2 separate regions of the Zea mays genome follow, and region 1 is linked to region 2. Evidence: chromatin contacts called from public Hi-C data. All regions are on one chromosome and are shown on one strand. Each heading gives the region's core, a stretch centred on a gene start, on an enhancer-like site or on the middle of the called end of the contact. The rest is flanking DNA. Distances are from core to core; before and after follow the strand shown.

The links. Hi-C and Micro-C count contacts between places; a contact is called where the count stands out from the background.
Region 1: a contact with region 2 is called in a Hi-C map of endosperm, with 3 times the contacts expected there. The contact joins the enhancer-like site here to the promoter of LOC103634581 in region 2. A contact is called at or near these places in 3 of 25 Hi-C or Micro-C datasets (ear, endosperm and tassel).

Annotation. Positions count from the first base shown.
Region 1 is chr1:51,359,425-51,363,267 of Zm-B73-REFERENCE-NAM-5.0, forward strand. No RefSeq gene overlaps it. Among protein-coding and RNA genes, the nearest start is that of LOC100274036, 61 kb to the left of the region's middle. Within about 2 kb of position 2,132, at least 15 of the 20 cell types and tissues checked have an H3K27ac peak or open chromatin away from gene starts, as enhancers often do. A contact at or near this core is called in ear and endosperm, where this site is marked.
Region 2 is chr1:51,219,730-51,224,170 of Zm-B73-REFERENCE-NAM-5.0, forward strand. LOC103634581 (neutral/alkaline invertase 1, mitochondrial) reads right to left here and starts at 3,158. Exons shown (of 8, transcript NM_001428413.1): 1 at 3,052-3,158; 2 at 1,797-2,043; 3 at 1-1,084.

The DNA.
Region 1 (3,843 bases), core at 882-3,381, 140 kb after region 2:
CTCGGGCTAAGACCCGGAAGACGGCGAACTCCGCTCCGCCCGACCCCAGGGCTCGGACTCGGGCTAAGACCCGGAAGACGGCGAACTCCGCTCCGCCCGACCCTAGGGCTCGGACTCGGGCTAAGACCCGGAAGACGACGAAACTTTGCTTCGCCCGACCCCAGGGCTCGGACTCCGCGCTGGCCTCGGCCGAACGACTTCCGCCTCGCCCGACCCCTTGGCTCGGGCTCGGCCACGGCAACGGAAGGCAGACTTAACCTCGGCTTCGGAGGAACCCCCACGTCGCCCTGCCTAGGGCACAGACCGCCACGTCAACAAGAAGCGCCATCATCATCCTACCCCGAATCGACTCGGGTCACGGAGAACAAGACCGGCGTCCCATCCGGCCAGCTCCGCCGGAGGGGCAATGATGGCGCTCCACAAGCTCTATGACGACGGCGGCCCCCAGCCCTCTTACGGAAGCAGGACGACGTCAGCAGGGACTCGACCGCTCCAACAGCTGTCCCTCCGCCAGGCTCCGCCGCACCTCCGACAGCCACGACATCACGCCAGCAGGGTGCCCAGATCTCTCCGGCTGCCACATTGGCATGTACCTAGGGCGCTAGCTCTCCCTTCGCTAGACACGTAGCACTCTGCTACACCCCCCATTGTACACCTGGATCCTCTCCTTACGACTATAAAAGGGAGGACCAGGGCCTTCTTAGAGAAGGTTGGCCGCGCGGGACCGAGGACGGGACAGGCGCTCTCTTGGGGCCGCTCGCTTCCCTCACCCGCGTGGACGCTTGTAACCCCCTTACTGCAAGCGCACCTGACCTGGGCGCGGGACGAACACGAAGGCCGCGGGACTTCCACCTCTCTCACGCTCGACTCCGGCCTCCTCGCCTCTCCCCCCTTCGCGCTCGCCCACGCGCTCGACCCATCTGGACTGGGGCACGCAGCACACTCACTCGTCGGCTTGGGGACCCCCTGTCTCGAAACGCCGACACTCTCCACACATCATATCGGTGCACGCAGCGGCGCCATATCGTCGTCAGGGTCAACGCGAGTTAGATGGGCTAGAAAGGCGGCACTGCACGGCACGATCAGAGGAGAACCTGCAACTTGGCACGGTCCAGCATGTGCACAACGAGAGCGGCCGGCCGGCCGATCGATCGGCCATTTGCTTGTATGCATGCGCGCGTGTCGTATCTACGGCCGCAAGCAAGCAAGCAACGTGAACATGCATAACGCGGCCAGACACGACGGGATCGTGGCGCTCGTCGTCTCTCCGGTCGCGTCGCATGCAGCTCGATCGGCTGGGGTTCGGCGCGGCGGCGTATGTCGTGTGTCCATCTAATCTATACCGATGTGCCTGTATCTGTACCGGTCAGTGGAGGCAGAAAGCCATCGACGGCGATGGGCCCGTCGTCTCGCTGCCCGCGCCGCCTGCCGTGTGCATGCGCTGTTTGACCTTTGAGTTGAAAAGGCGAGATCCATCACATCACAGAAGCGCATCCGTTTCTCTTGCAGCGTGAGGATCGATCTGGCACGTAATATACGTGTTGTTCAACTCGCGGCCTCATCACTCGACACGTACGTACGTTACGTACGCGTATAACCACGTGCCTGCTGATGGGTGATGAACCCAGAATTATATTCGGCAGCGAGACTGACGGACCACGGCGCGCGTCGCCTTTTGGTTTAGCTTGAACTGATACTAGCAATAGCAACCGTGCCATGCATGCATGCATGCATGCCGAATCAGACAACAATTACAAATGGGGCAGGAAAAAGGATAAGAGGTAGCGGTTCAAAAGTGTTCAGATCGATATGAGTTGACTGTGATATACTATATACTACTCCTACTTGCAATGCAAACGACGAGACCGTGCTTACATATTTCATTGTGTAATAAACTTGTCGATACGGTGCATGTTATATGCCATGCTACCTAATCCTCCTGAGTACGTTGCTGCTGCCGGTCAACGCACACTCCACTTTGCCAAATTAAATGCCCAATTATGATCGGGGAGCAGCAGCAGGCGACGAGCGCCAAGCTAGCTAGCTAGCTAGTAGGCAGGGACAGGCTAGATACCTTCCCTGCTGTGTCCATGGTCAAACACCACGTACGTAGCTAGAGCTAGCTGACAGCACAGCACAGTTAGCCGAGAAGAGAAGAAGCCAAGGGGGCCAAGCAAGTACGTGCTGACTGCTGTGCTGTGCTGTGTCGTTACGTACGTTAGATCTCATCAGCTAGCTGGTGGTGGTGGACGTGGACCGTGGACGTACGTGTGCAGCCTCAGCCGGTCGACAGCTACATTGCGGTGCAGAGCTCAACCTCAGCGCGCGCACACACACACACACGCTGAGAGACAGACGACAGAGAGATGGAGAGAAGAAAAAAGGATGGCTTTTGTTTTCTTGGTGCTAAGCAACTAGTAGAACGCAGTGCAAGTTGCAGGCGACGGGATGCTTATCCAGCCGGTCTGCCTTCCTGCCTGCGAATTCCAATCCGCACTCACGGCGCGGGCGGGGACGGGGAGACGACGAGACGACTGATCGGCGCGCGCACCGGCGAGAGCGCCACCGGCCGGTCGACGTGCATGAACAGTAGGTCCACCTGAAGATACCATATACTGGGGAGAAAGCACTTAATCTGAAGAAGCGCTGTGTGCTGTGCTCGCTGGAACTCGATATGGCAGTGGGTACAAGGGGTTCAGAAAGTATGAACTACTGGAAAGGGACTGACACTACCCTGCCTGCTGCTGACTCTGCTGCCGCCTTGCTAGTTTGGTAGCCCTTCAGGTCTTCTTCCAGCACAGCAGATGCCTACGCCTACGCGTGATCATCGATGATCGCCAAAGCTAATTGACCCCTCCCCGGTAATTCAGTGGATATAATCCATGTTCTCTCTCTCTCTCTCTCTCTCTCTCTTGCAATGTGAAAGCCTTTTTCCTGAAGAAAATTGTTCAGAGTTGACATGCGCTGGGACGAAGAAATAAAGACCCATTTGATATATGTTTGGTTTGGTATGTGAGTATAGTGGAGGGCGCTATCAGTGAAACCAGTAAGGTTTGGCAGCTTGATATGTTTGAACAAAAGAGCAAAAGGGAAGAACACAGTTGTGTTGTGCAAGCAAAACTGTTTTAAAAACCGTTTCTCGTTCTCTCTCTCTGTCTATCGAGGAACCGTTTCTCTTCCTCGCTCTCTGCCTATCGAGAGTGCGAGTAGTGGCCGCGAGGAGCAGCAGCTCTCTCTCCGCCAGTCCAGGCACACAGCCAAACCTTCGTAAAAATGGAACACGGGTTCACCCCATCGTCAACCTGCGACGTTGCAAAAAAGTTGCTTTGCTTCCCCCTCTGCCTTTTCGGCAAATCGAACGTTTCGGTGAAACAGCTATATAGGACGACACCTGTTGTGCCACGGCCAGCCACAGCCACTGTGCTCAAGGGGCTGTGGCCAACTCAAACTGGTTTTCAGTCTAACTTTTGTTTTTTACGTGCCAAGTGTTGCGCAACCATCCGCTCCACCACAGTGCAAGAAGTGTGCAACAGCAAAACTTGTTGGCTTGGAACTTTGGCGCTTTCGTGCGTTGATTCGCTGTTGACACGTCCTTTGCCTTTGGTTTTCCGAGTGAAACGTGACTGCAAATCTGCAATCCAGAACGCTTTGCGTGTTCCCTGCTGAGTATACGCATCGAAATCGCAGAATATATATATTCGGATAACTTTCACAGGGGACTCAAAATGCATTCCCGTTTCGGCGTCTTCAGAACCTTTTTACATTTTCAGGTTCTTCCCTACACACTTCACCTGAGATAAGAACAAATGGAAGGGTTCTTACATTTGCCATGCCTTCCCCTCA
Region 2 (4,441 bases), core at 1,908-4,407:
ATATTAGTTGAACATGTCTACAGCCACATAAGCCTTTACCAGCATAATACCTGTTTTTCAAAAAAAAAATTGTTTTTGCGCCACGAGGTTCGGCGGCTGTCGCTACGAAGGTTCTAGGAGCATAACAAACCCGATACATGCACAAGACAATAGTGAACATTGTAAAAAAGACAACAGTTATATGTTACAATGAATTACTCATAGTTTGAGTTTAGTTGTTCACAACTTGAGTTTAAAGTACAGTCAACAGAATCACCACATGTCATATCTAGGTGCAGGCATTGAATCATTGATCTCACTGTTCCTACACAGTTGAACACTTATTTTTTTAGCTTGTATATATCGGAGAAAGAAGCTATAAATTGCATTGTTAAATTTATATTATATATAAAGAGGCAAACTATGTACTGACCAGTTTCCTAGTGAAGGACATAATAGTATTGTTTGAACTCATTAGTTATTCCTTTTTTGTCCATTGTTAGAAACACAGTCTGATGAAATCTCAAAGAGGATGAACATCACATGAACTAACGGTTAGTGTTTTTAGAAACAATATGCCAGAGTTACACTTGGTTTGAATTTGTATATAGTGTAGTATGTGTTCATATATAGGTAACGAAACACCCTTTTTTATGGCCATTCTTAATAAATAAATTCAGGTAATGAAACAAACCGCTACTGTATTCACATATTCTTGCTTATGTACGATATATTAGAGGTGTATGTCAATCAAATGCTACATTGTGGCCATTCTTAATTGGGATAGACAATAAAACTAACTGCTATTGTATCCACACATATCCATATGGTAAAAAAAACTGGATGCTTGAGGGCATGATCGTAAAGGTCATGCTATAGTCATTGTAACTAAACCAAATTGTGGTCACTGACAGCAAGAACCTATTGTGAAAGTAAAAGATTGTGATCTAGCATATACTCACACAATGCATATTTAAAGAAATCATACTAGCATGTAGAGATACACTATCTTGAATTTGGGCGATTCAGCTCACTTGAACTACAAAGTGGTTACCTGATGGTGTTTTACTAAGTATTAAGTGGCTCCCTTCCGTACACTGTGAATCTGTGATTCATTCATATATGAACTTGATCAAGAGTCGCTAAGAATATATATGGCACTCATTATCAACATGTTTTAAATTATTGAAATCGACCATGGCAAAGGAGATTGCAGGTCTAGGAATAAGAGACCTGAATAAAGTTGGTAGAGCATTTTAACTACAGTGTCTACAGCAAGACTGGGTGGACCAAACGAAAGTTTGGGCTGGAATCGACGTTCACTATTTTTTGTGTGAAGCGAACAAATCAACAGTGAAAGGACATATGCTACAATATAGGTAGAACAATGTAATAGGAAATTTAATAGTCATGTACATGTTGATGTCTGTTCTAGGGTAGAGATAGTGGCAGTTCATATAAGAGGAGCATGTATTCATAAAATTCGTAGAAAAAATGAAACATTATTTCTGAACTTACCTACTGAAGAAGTGGACATTACAATTAGAATTTTGAAAACGAATGGGCGCAGCTCCTCGTAAATTGTTGGTGTATTTATAAATAAAAAATATATTAGTGCCCATATAATTAACTAAGTTGACATAATGACAACAGTGAAAGGACATTTGTTACAATATAGGTAGAACAATGTAACAGGAAATTTAATAGTCATGTACATGTTGATGTCTGTTCTAGGGTAGAGATAGTTGCAGTTCATATAAGAGGAGCATGTATTCATAAAATTCGTAGAAAAAATGAAACATTATCTCTGAACTTACCTAACTGAGTCACTGCTCACTTCGGTCGGTTGCTTGGGTGCTGTCGAGGGGTGCTGTCTGAGAAGGTCGACTGGGCGAGGAGGCCGTTGGCGACTGGTGAGGACAGCCGCGCAAGATCTGCTGAGGGTCGGCTACCGTAGTGCCACACAGCGCATGGGGAAGCCCACGGACGGGGTTGCGGGGGCTGGATGTGATGAACTCAAATTTGACTGACACAATCAGACACTCAAATCCAATAAACACAATCCTGCAATATTAAAAGGCAATCATACAGTTAAACTCATATGTGACTGATACAATCAGATAGTTAACGGATGATCGAACGACGTAAAAATGATACGGATGGTCTAGCATTCCAGATTGGCTCCCACCCTAATATATAGAAATTTAGAAGAGAGAACATCCATCATTGGGCTAAAATAACAAACTCTAAATCTGCCCTAAACTACTCTATTCTATATGTTCTTCTATTTCTCTGTAGCTGATTCCTTAGTTCCAGAATTCCAAATCCTCCGGTTGAAAGTAAAACCGAGACATGGATCAGGGCCATGTGTGGAACAGAATTGCTATTGAAGATTAAGTTTGTTTGCTTCTGATCACAAATCTTTGGCAAGCAACCATTTAGCAGACAGAAAATCTCGTTTATGAATTCATAAATTTACAGCTCAATAATATCGATAAACATTTGAAATATTGAAAAAATTAATCAATATTGAATACATTGCTTGCTCTTACTTGCGTTTGGGCGCTTAAGCTGTTAGGCTCACCTAACTGAGTCACTGCTCATTTCGGTCGGTTGCTTGGGTGCTGTCGAGGGGTGCTATCCGAGAAGGTCGACTGGGCGAGGAGGCCGTTGGCGACTGGTGAGGACAGCTGCGCAAGATCTGCTGAGGGTCGGCTACCGTAGTGCCACACAGCACATGGGGAAGCCCACGGACGGGGTTGCAGGGGTTGGATGTGCGACTATGCTGCTCTAGCTACTGAGGCAGACCGCAGCCACACGCGCAGGAGAAAGGCGGTGGCCGGCCGCTGATGGGAATGCGGCGGGGTGAGTGGAGGAGGACTGGGGCTGTGGAGTCGTCGCGCCGTCGCGGCTTCACCGTTCGTGGGAGAAGGTGAGTTTGTGGCCTGCGCTCATGGGGACCAGAGGAGCCGCGTAGCTTCCAGATTGGACGGGAGGCGGAGGGAGAATAGCTTAATTAGGGTTCGGATGCTTAGTTTTGCACATCAGGAAGGGAAGAGGGGGCGGCCGTACCTGGTGTGGTGGGTGCTTGTCGCCGGCGCAGAGAAGCTGAGCGTACGGCGGCGGCGACCTCCTAGTAGTCGCACACGGCAGGTAAACGGGAGAAGACACGGGAGAAGAGAAACAGCGGAACAGGCATCGGAAGTATCCAGTAGCGTGGAGAGGCGGAGCGAGCGAGGGAGTGAGAGGAGACATCATCTTTTGACTGGCGATCGGACGACCCAATTTTTTTTTGACGACGTGGATGCCCTCGTCGTTCACGTTTCTGTCCGGCTTTAATATATAAGAAATATAATGCTCCTGTGAACTTTCAAAAAAGTTGAATTTATTTGAATACACTCGTGACTCGTCGTATCCACTCAATCCGTGTCCGCGTGCGTTCAATAGATTAAAGTAAAAAATAAAGAAAGGCAGATGAACTAAGACGGATATAAATACATCCAGATAAGCTCATGTAGCGAATGAATCCAAACACCAAATAGAGAAATAAGATGTATTAGATAAAATCTATTGCCCATAAACAGTATAGGTTAGAGGTATTTATAGAGGTCCCCATTTCGTAATTTACATAAAACTATTTTTACCTTTGAACTTTTATATTACAACAGCTCATTTACATTACAACAGGTGTTGGGGGTTTTCTTCTCCGCCAAAGGTCCTCTAAGTAAAAACACCTTCGGCAAGATAACAAGTAAGTAGGTGTGACATGAAGATGTATGCCGAAGCTACAACTGAAGGAGTTTCGACATGATGACATGCTTGATACGAAGGATGGTACCGACTTAAAGAGGAAAAGACTGCATAGTCCCTGATAGTTTGTGTCATAGTCATGATTATTTATCAAGGGCATGAATCTAATTTTGTCCGGGCTGTGTCTCGTGCCTATAAATAGATGAACAGTGCCCCTGTACTGTTCACGCTGACTTGTAATCACTTGCACATCACTCTTGGACCTTTACCTTCTGTCAAGCCGAAGGTACAAATGTAATTCAATATCATTGATGTTTGTTTATAAATATATGATATGATGATATTGTGAATAATCTAATGATTTAGAATGATTATTCATGTTTTCTCTATGTTTCATACAATCATGTTTTTATCTTTGTACATTGCAATAACCTTCATCCGAAGATCATTATATCAAAAGTGAGATAATGTGATGAAGGTCTTTAACCATTAACATTTGTGTTGCCTTGTTTTTGATTCGTAGCTTTAGAGAACAAGTGACCAACATTGGCGCTCACCTCCGGTGAACTCACTTCCACTGTTGTAACAATGGCTTCGTACAACGACCAAGCTGTTACGAAGCTAGTGCTCCCAATCACAGGTGGTTCAAGCTCAGAGCCAGCTAACAAGAAGCAGAAGAAGGATGCACAGAGAAGAGTGCAGCGTGTTGGGG